Regions from separate parts of the Arachis hypogaea genome. Here region 1 is linked to region 2. The links are chromatin contacts, called in public Hi-C maps. All regions are on one chromosome and are shown on one strand. Each heading gives the region's core, a stretch centred on a gene start, on an enhancer-like site or on the middle of the called end of the contact. The rest is flanking DNA. Distances are from core to core; before and after follow the strand shown.

The links. Hi-C and Micro-C count contacts between places; a contact is called where the count stands out from the background.
Region 1: a contact with region 2 is called in a Hi-C map of leaf, with 4 times the contacts expected there. The contact joins the promoter of LOC112710870 here to the promoter of LOC112710868 in region 2. A contact is called at or near these places in 2 of 8 Hi-C or Micro-C datasets (both in leaf).

What each region holds. Positions count from the first base shown.
Region 1 is chr9:36,375,747-36,379,274 of arahy.Tifrunner.gnm2.J5K5, reverse strand. LOC112710870 (E3 ubiquitin-protein ligase ATL6) reads left to right here and starts at 1,900. Exons shown (of 1, transcript XM_025763313.3): 1 at 1,900-3,493. The coding sequence starts at 2,108. The coding sequence ends at 3,304.
Region 2 is chr9:36,149,667-36,153,597 of arahy.Tifrunner.gnm2.J5K5, reverse strand. LOC112710868 (DNA excision repair protein ERCC-1) reads left to right here and starts at 2,265. Exons shown (of 10, transcript XM_025763307.3): 1 at 2,265-3,501; 2 at 3,628-3,917. The coding sequence starts at 3,655.

The DNA.
Region 1 (3,528 bases), core at 651-3,150, 230 kb before region 2:
CACACAAATATAAATATTTTTTTTGAACTAAGAAAGGTTTTGTAAATCCCTAATTCTATTATCGATTGTTTTGATCCTATTATCGATTTGATTCGTATATAATTCGCATGATAAATTATTTGGTGACGTGCTTCATTTTTTATTGTGACATACTTCTTTATTATTATTATTATTTTGCACATTAAAAATCATAGATAAAAATGAAAAATTCATGAAATGCAATCATGACTTTAAAAATAACATGGCCAAGTTATTGCCAAAATATAATGGAAGTATGAAGTTTATCATTTTCCTCTAATGGAGAGAACAAAATTCCTTTTAATAGTTTATTTAAAGTTTAACAGAATAAAATAAATTTTACTAGAATAAACTTCGGTATGAGTTTAATATATATTTTTATTCATCATAAAATATTACTTATCGAATTACTCGTAGATAAATTTTAGAAAAAAGAAAAATAGTATGATTTTTAATTTTATTTTTAAATAAACTTTATTTTTAATTTTGAAATGGATTTTAATTTTATCTTTTAATAATATTAATTTTTTACCGTATATAATTATTTAATTATTTTTCAATCACATCTAAATAAATTACTCTTAATAAAACTTTTTTTGTGTTATTCAATTATCTTTTTTAAAAAATATTTAACTATTAAAATAATTAAACTTTTCACAAAAAAATAATAAAAAAATGATGAACGAAAAAATATTAACCTTTTTTGTATTTTTATTCATATTTTAATTATAAACATAAATATAATTTCATTATATTATTTATGAAATGTGATCGACTATAAATATAGATAAAATTTAGTTATATTACTTAGATATAACTTTATTGTATTGCTTATAAAGTTAGATTATAATTATGATTATAGAATTGTTTCGGTATTTTTGTATGTGTAGTTAATTGATGGTGTTAAAATATTATCCTTAATTATAAATAAAGTTTATAATTTAAAAAATCAAAGACTCAATTAAAAAGATAAAAAAATATTATGTTAAAATATTCTAACTGTTTAAAAGAAGAATATTCGAACTTCAATTTAAAAATTATTTAAAATTTAAACTCAACAAAAGTTTATATTCAATGTATCTTGTATTAAATATATTTAATAACCTATTATATCGTATTGGTTGAAATTAACTTTTATAATGTTAATTTTCTAATAACACTTTATTAGAAAGAAACTATTTTTCTAGAATTTTTTAAAAATTAATTAATATTATATATATTTTGTCACTAGTTATAAAATTTTATTTATTTCTAATATTTATATTAAAAATAAAAATAAATTTAAATTAGTTAATTTTAATCTATAATAAAATCATAATATAGTAATTGGTATATATATCGCACGAATATAAATTAATTATTTTTTATTTATAAAAATTTTATGAAATTTGAGCTTGTGATCGATATAACTCATATGATAAATTTATTTTAATATATATATATATATATATATATATTAATTGATAAGTGTGATATATTTTTTTATATAAATAATTTTAAAAAAATATAATAATTAATTTATTATTTTTTGGTTTTAGTTTAATCTAAATATTTTTTTATTGTTTTTAAAAAAATCTTTAAAAAAATTTAATAATATATGATGAAAAATAATAAATAAATTATATAAAAACTAATTAAAATATAATATAAAAATATCTTTAACAAAAGATGAAATAAACATCTTTATTTAAATAATTCCAAAATAAAATTAGAGTGACTTTTGGGTTGAGGTATTTTTTTTTTTCGTTAGTGGGAACTTTTTTTCATTAATTAACTGCCTCCCTAATTAATTTCCTTCTTAATAGAGTTGGTCCCCCAAAAATTTTCTATGGAAGCTTCGGCGGCATTAAGTTAGTCCACGTAGTACACCGTCTCTGACCACAACTTTAAATCACTTAATTAATTAGATTTCAATCAAACATACAAACCCTCAGCTTCATTCTTACCTTCCGTTCCTCAACAAGTGGCAGCAATTCCCACTTTTTCCATTTATAAGCTAAATCCCCTTCACTCTTCACACCCTTATTTTCTTTCTTCTATTTTCTGCAACTCAACGCAACGTTGTTCAGTGACCAAGAACAACACCACCATGACCTCCGTTTTGCATAACTGTCCAAATGACAGAATTATCCTTCTCTCCTCCTTTCTCTTTCACCTCCTTCTCTTCTTTCCCTTCATCGGAGCACAATCCGATAACAACAACCAAAACAACTCTTACTACAACCGTTTCAGCCCTTCCATGGCGATAATAGTTGTAATCCTCGTCTCCGCACTCTTCCTCATGGGATTCTTCTCCATCTACATCCGCCACTGCTCCGACTCTCCTTCCGTCAGCATCCGCCACCTTGTCGCCACCGGCAGATCCCGCCGCGGTCCACGAGGTCTCGACCCTGCCGTCATCCACTCGTTCCCAACCTTAGAATACTCAGTCGTAAAAATCCACAAGATTGGAAAGGGAGCACTCGAATGCGCAGTGTGCCTCAACGAGTTTGAAGACACTGAAACGCTGCGTTTGATTCCCAAATGCGACCACGTATTCCACCCTGAGTGTATCGACGAGTGGCTCGAGTCTCACACCACGTGTCCAGTTTGCAGAGCCGACCTCCTCCCACAACCGGGAGACTCCGTACGCGGCGCCGCCGCCGTCGTGATTTCAGAGTTGGCAAACGACCAGTTGTCCTCGCCGCGCAATTTGGAATCGCGGAACCAAAGCGACGTCGTAGTTGCTGTGGAGCAAGAAAGTGATGAGAATCTGGAGAATAATAAGAATGAAAGGGTAAGTGTTGATGATCGGGAAGTATTGTGTTTGAATATGAACCAGGCGTTGAATTTGAACCGCACCAGGGGTTCCCGGTCGGGGAGGCCGAGGAGGTTTCCGAGATCACATTCGACCGGGCACTCGCTGGTCCAACCAGGTGAGGACACAGAGCGGTTCACTTTAAGATTGCCTTTGGACGTGAGGAAGAAGATTCTAGAACCTCAGTTGAACCGAGCGAGGAGCTTGGTTATTTTGCCGAGAGAAGGGAGCTCAAAGAGGGGTTACCGAACTGGGGGCGGAGAAGGAAGTAGTAGGGGCCGGTCTACAAGGCGGTTAGACCGGGTTTTTAAGTCGGACCGGTGGATTTTCACTATGGCGCCACCGTTTCTCGTTAGGGCGTCGTCAATTAAGTCACCACGGGTGGCTAATAGCGCCGCCGGCGGAAGTTCATCGGCTGCTCCAGCAGCTGCACCACCAGTTCTGACTGCCCCATCAGCAACATCAGAAATACACCATTTACCGGTTTAACTGAGCTTTCTATGAACCCAACTTAAATGGTTCTTTTGTATTTATTCTTTTGTTTTTTTTTTATTATTATTTGGCCACGATTTTGGTTTTCCAATGTGAAATTTGTAAAGATGTGTATAAGTAACACATTTATTGGTACACAGTGAAATCATATCATAAATTAAGAATGTTAAGAATTTATAAGCAAAATGAGATAGGTTGAGGTCTTGAGGATCTTCGAGTAA
Region 2 (3,931 bases), core at 1,016-3,515:
GAATACAAATCTAGAAATAATTTTAATATTAAAAATATAAAAAAATATGTAAAATGTGTTTGACTATTTCATTAAAAAGACAATCCACTTCCCAGTATATAGTGACACACCATCTCTTTATTTCTTTTTCCTGCACGGACATCTTCAACAGTTATTGTTTCGTTTTCAAATCTCCACAACAAATAATAGTAACCCGTAATTATACTGCAACAATTTAAGATTCCATTCTCTGGTTCTTACATTGTCCACACTACATCCACACAACGTGTTATTAAACTTGTGAATAAAAAGACATCCGTAAAATTGTATGACTTTTATAAATAGATTTTCTATTTTTTTTTTTTTACCATCTTAACTAGTCATACGTAGGTAAATAATGACATCATTGTATATCAAGTATTCTGTGGGCTACCTTAATTTAGAGATTTGGGCCTGAAGGTAAAATTAGGCTACTTTTGATAATTCGATAACGATGGTTCTCATGATGGCCAGAGTTTGAACATGTAGCATGATATATCTTTCAAAAGACTTGTGTTTTTGTTAATTATCTCGTTCCTTTATATTCATGTAGTTACTATCAACAAAATAATGTAAGGAAAGTTGTGCAAAAGTTTATAGCATGTCTTTAATTTGTTAATGTTAGCTAACGTACGAAATTGATGTCTCAATGAAGCATTTACTTGATCGAATTACTGCTTTATTTTTAATAGTTATAATTCGTAATTATTTTATATACTTTTGATGATAAATTCTTTCCTTACAATGCATTGTATGGGTGAAGTGGCATATATTATTATAGTAGGGGTTAATATACATTATGATGAATAATGAGATTGTCATTGATACAATGAATATATCTCAATCCAACCGTGTGCCAAGGAGAATAAGCGAAAGTTAGGGTCTGTTTTTTTTTTTTTTGGATTTCAAGTAAATTAAGATGCCACCATTTATAGTATAAATTTTAAAACCGAAAACACCTTTTTGAAAAGGGTAAAAGTAGACGATAAACTTTTATGTTTAATCTATATGTATTATACACACTAGGGATGGCAAAGCAGGTCGGTCCGTTCCAACCCGTTCCGCCTCGCCCAGGCCCACCCCATAAACGAGGCGGATCAGCCCGCGCCGCTAACTAAAATGGGTTCAAAATGATAGCTCGCTCCACTTTATGGCGGATTGGCAGGACGGCGGGTTAGCCCGCTCGACTTTTTTTTTTTGAAAAATAAAATTCATTAAAATTAACCAAAAAATAATAATTAAAAAATTAAATACAAAAAATAGTCAAATTATAATATATTTTTTAATTTTTAACTTCAATAAAATTATTCAAAATAATATTTGTCAATAGAATTATCTTTATTTTAAAAAATAAGTTACATAATTTGAGCATATATACGAAATTGTAAAATAAAATAAATAAAGTTAATAACTAAAAGAAGAATAAAAACAAAAAATGAAAAAAAAGGTGTTTAAAAATTCTATAATTATTAATTTCATAATAATAATTACTCTTTTATTTAATAAAAAAAAGAAAAATAAAATCTTCGGCCCGGCGGACCGGCCCGCCCGCCCCGCCCTGCCAAAATCCGCCAATTTGGCGGTGCGGGTTTGGCAATTTTTTAAAAGTTGACGGGTTCCAAATCCTAACCCGACCCGCCTTTTTTAGCGGGTTTAGCAGATCGACCCGACAGATTCGACCCGTTTTGCCACCCCTAATACACACAACAAAAGTAGGTTATGCCAATTAGTATTTTTTTTTTAGAAATGTTAGCGGGTCAGTAGGAATTACTACTTCCTGCTATGAGGTAACAGAATGTTTTTAAAGGTATGGGTTTTAGTTTATTATCGGACGACTAGAGTACTATGATCGAGTTGATGACTACCATGGATTAGCAAGTAAACAATGACTTTAACGATGACCATGTAGCGTTTTTGAATTAACACTTTCTAAGACAACCATTTTCTATTAAATCTAAAGTTATATCACATGTTGCCTGATAATTGTGTTAATGTGTTAGACCAAATTTAATTAGACCCAAACCAAACTACAAAAGGCAATCGATTGTATTTTAGCCTGATACGAACCTGACAACAACCTAAATTTGGTTAAATTGGGTCGACCCAATATATGTATATTTTTTATTATGGAAAACAGTGTTATATCCGGTTAGGTAATTCAAAAATGACAATAAATAAATTTGAAAAATCCTAACCAAGTAAGAATATGCCTTTAACTCGGTTTGAGTTTTGGGCCGGTCTGGATCGTGAGAACCTTTGGTTTTCATTGAACTGATGATAGCAAACACATATTTTATTCCAATAATCCAATCCCTGAATCCAACGGGAGGACATTCTTAAGTACAAAAATTAGGGTGTAAATTAGGCGCTCTTCCAACTTAAATGCCTCTTTAGGAACCATTTTGATTTCTAACCTTACTATGCATATGTTTACCTTTGTGGATTTGGTCCTCCTTAATCTTTGGTATTTTGGTCCTTTCTTATTGCTCTATCCAAAATAGACTAGACATAGACTATGAGAAGAGTGACTACTCGGATGAGGTTATACTAGCAAAACTACTTTGAAAGATTGAATGTAGATTTCTAAAGCAACGAACAAGTTGTTGTGTAGGAGAGTGGAGTCGACAAAGTGGTGAACTAAGAAAGCTTTTCTTGACTGAAGAATCCCTCCTTTTTGCAGCAAACGTTATGTGAAGTGGAACGGCGAAGGAAGTAAGACGACGACTCTAATAGTATTAGGTTAATGGATGACCCACAACGACCAACGCGAGCCGTCACAAGTAAATAAAAGGTAAGCGAATCTTTCAGAAATTACTAAAGAATCTTGCAAACATTTTCCAAGGCCAAGAAATAGATCAACATGTTTTCAAGCCAAAAAGATATCAAAGCTATCTACATAGGTACCCTTTAAAAGGCATTTAAGATGCACGTTCTATCTCAAACCGGTCACATAGGTCAAGTTTGTTATGTTTGAATAGTTTGAATTTTTTTTTTCCAAATTCCCATAAACTCGCTGCAGTTGATTATTTTGGGTGAAAAACCAAGGTTTTAAAAATCGATTCGAACCGACCAATCGAATCGGTTGAATTACAAACAGAAAGAAAAAACAAATCAATCAAATGCCAAAATTAGAAAATTCAGAAACCGTTCTTGAACTATCAAACCGGCTAGAAATCGGTCGGCTGAACCGAACCGTAACCCGGCCGGTTTTTTGCATTTAGCTTAGACGCGCCGTTTTGTAGCACATTAAGGGACGAGAGGTAACCCTTACATCCCTTACCATTAATCCCCTCCAACCGTCGCAACTTCCTTCCCCTCCATTGCGCACCACCGTCGGAACGTCGAAGCCTCCGTCCCGCAGTCGTCCCGCAGTCGTCCCGCCGACGCCAACTCTGTTCCACCTTCAGCCTTCGATCGTGCTCCACTGCTCCCTGTCCCCCTCTTGCGCCAGCTCTGCCCTGTTCTGCGCTCCCTCAGTCCCTGGTATTCAATTTTTTTTTTTGTAACTATAATTGAATAATTTTTCATTAATTTTGTGAACTGTGAACTATTAATTTTTTTTGTTGCTAATTTTGTGAACTGTGAAATATGAATTTTTCTTGTTGTTAGTTAATCTGTGAACTGAGGAGGTGGAAAATGGAGAATGAGTTGAAAGAGCAAAACAATAAGAAGAACAACGACGGCGCGAACAAGAAGAGCTCCGTAGTGATCAAGATACCTTCCTACGAAGAAGTTCTCCAAAGCTCACAACAAAAAGCAACTCCACCTTCACTCTTCCTTCCCTCGCAAACATTCTCCCAAGCCTTTTCCTTCGTCAAATCCTCTGAGTTCTACGCTCCTCCGCCTCCTACCACCAACGCCGCCACCACCATCACCGCTGCTTCTTCTTCAATTTCAAGGTTTACTTTACACA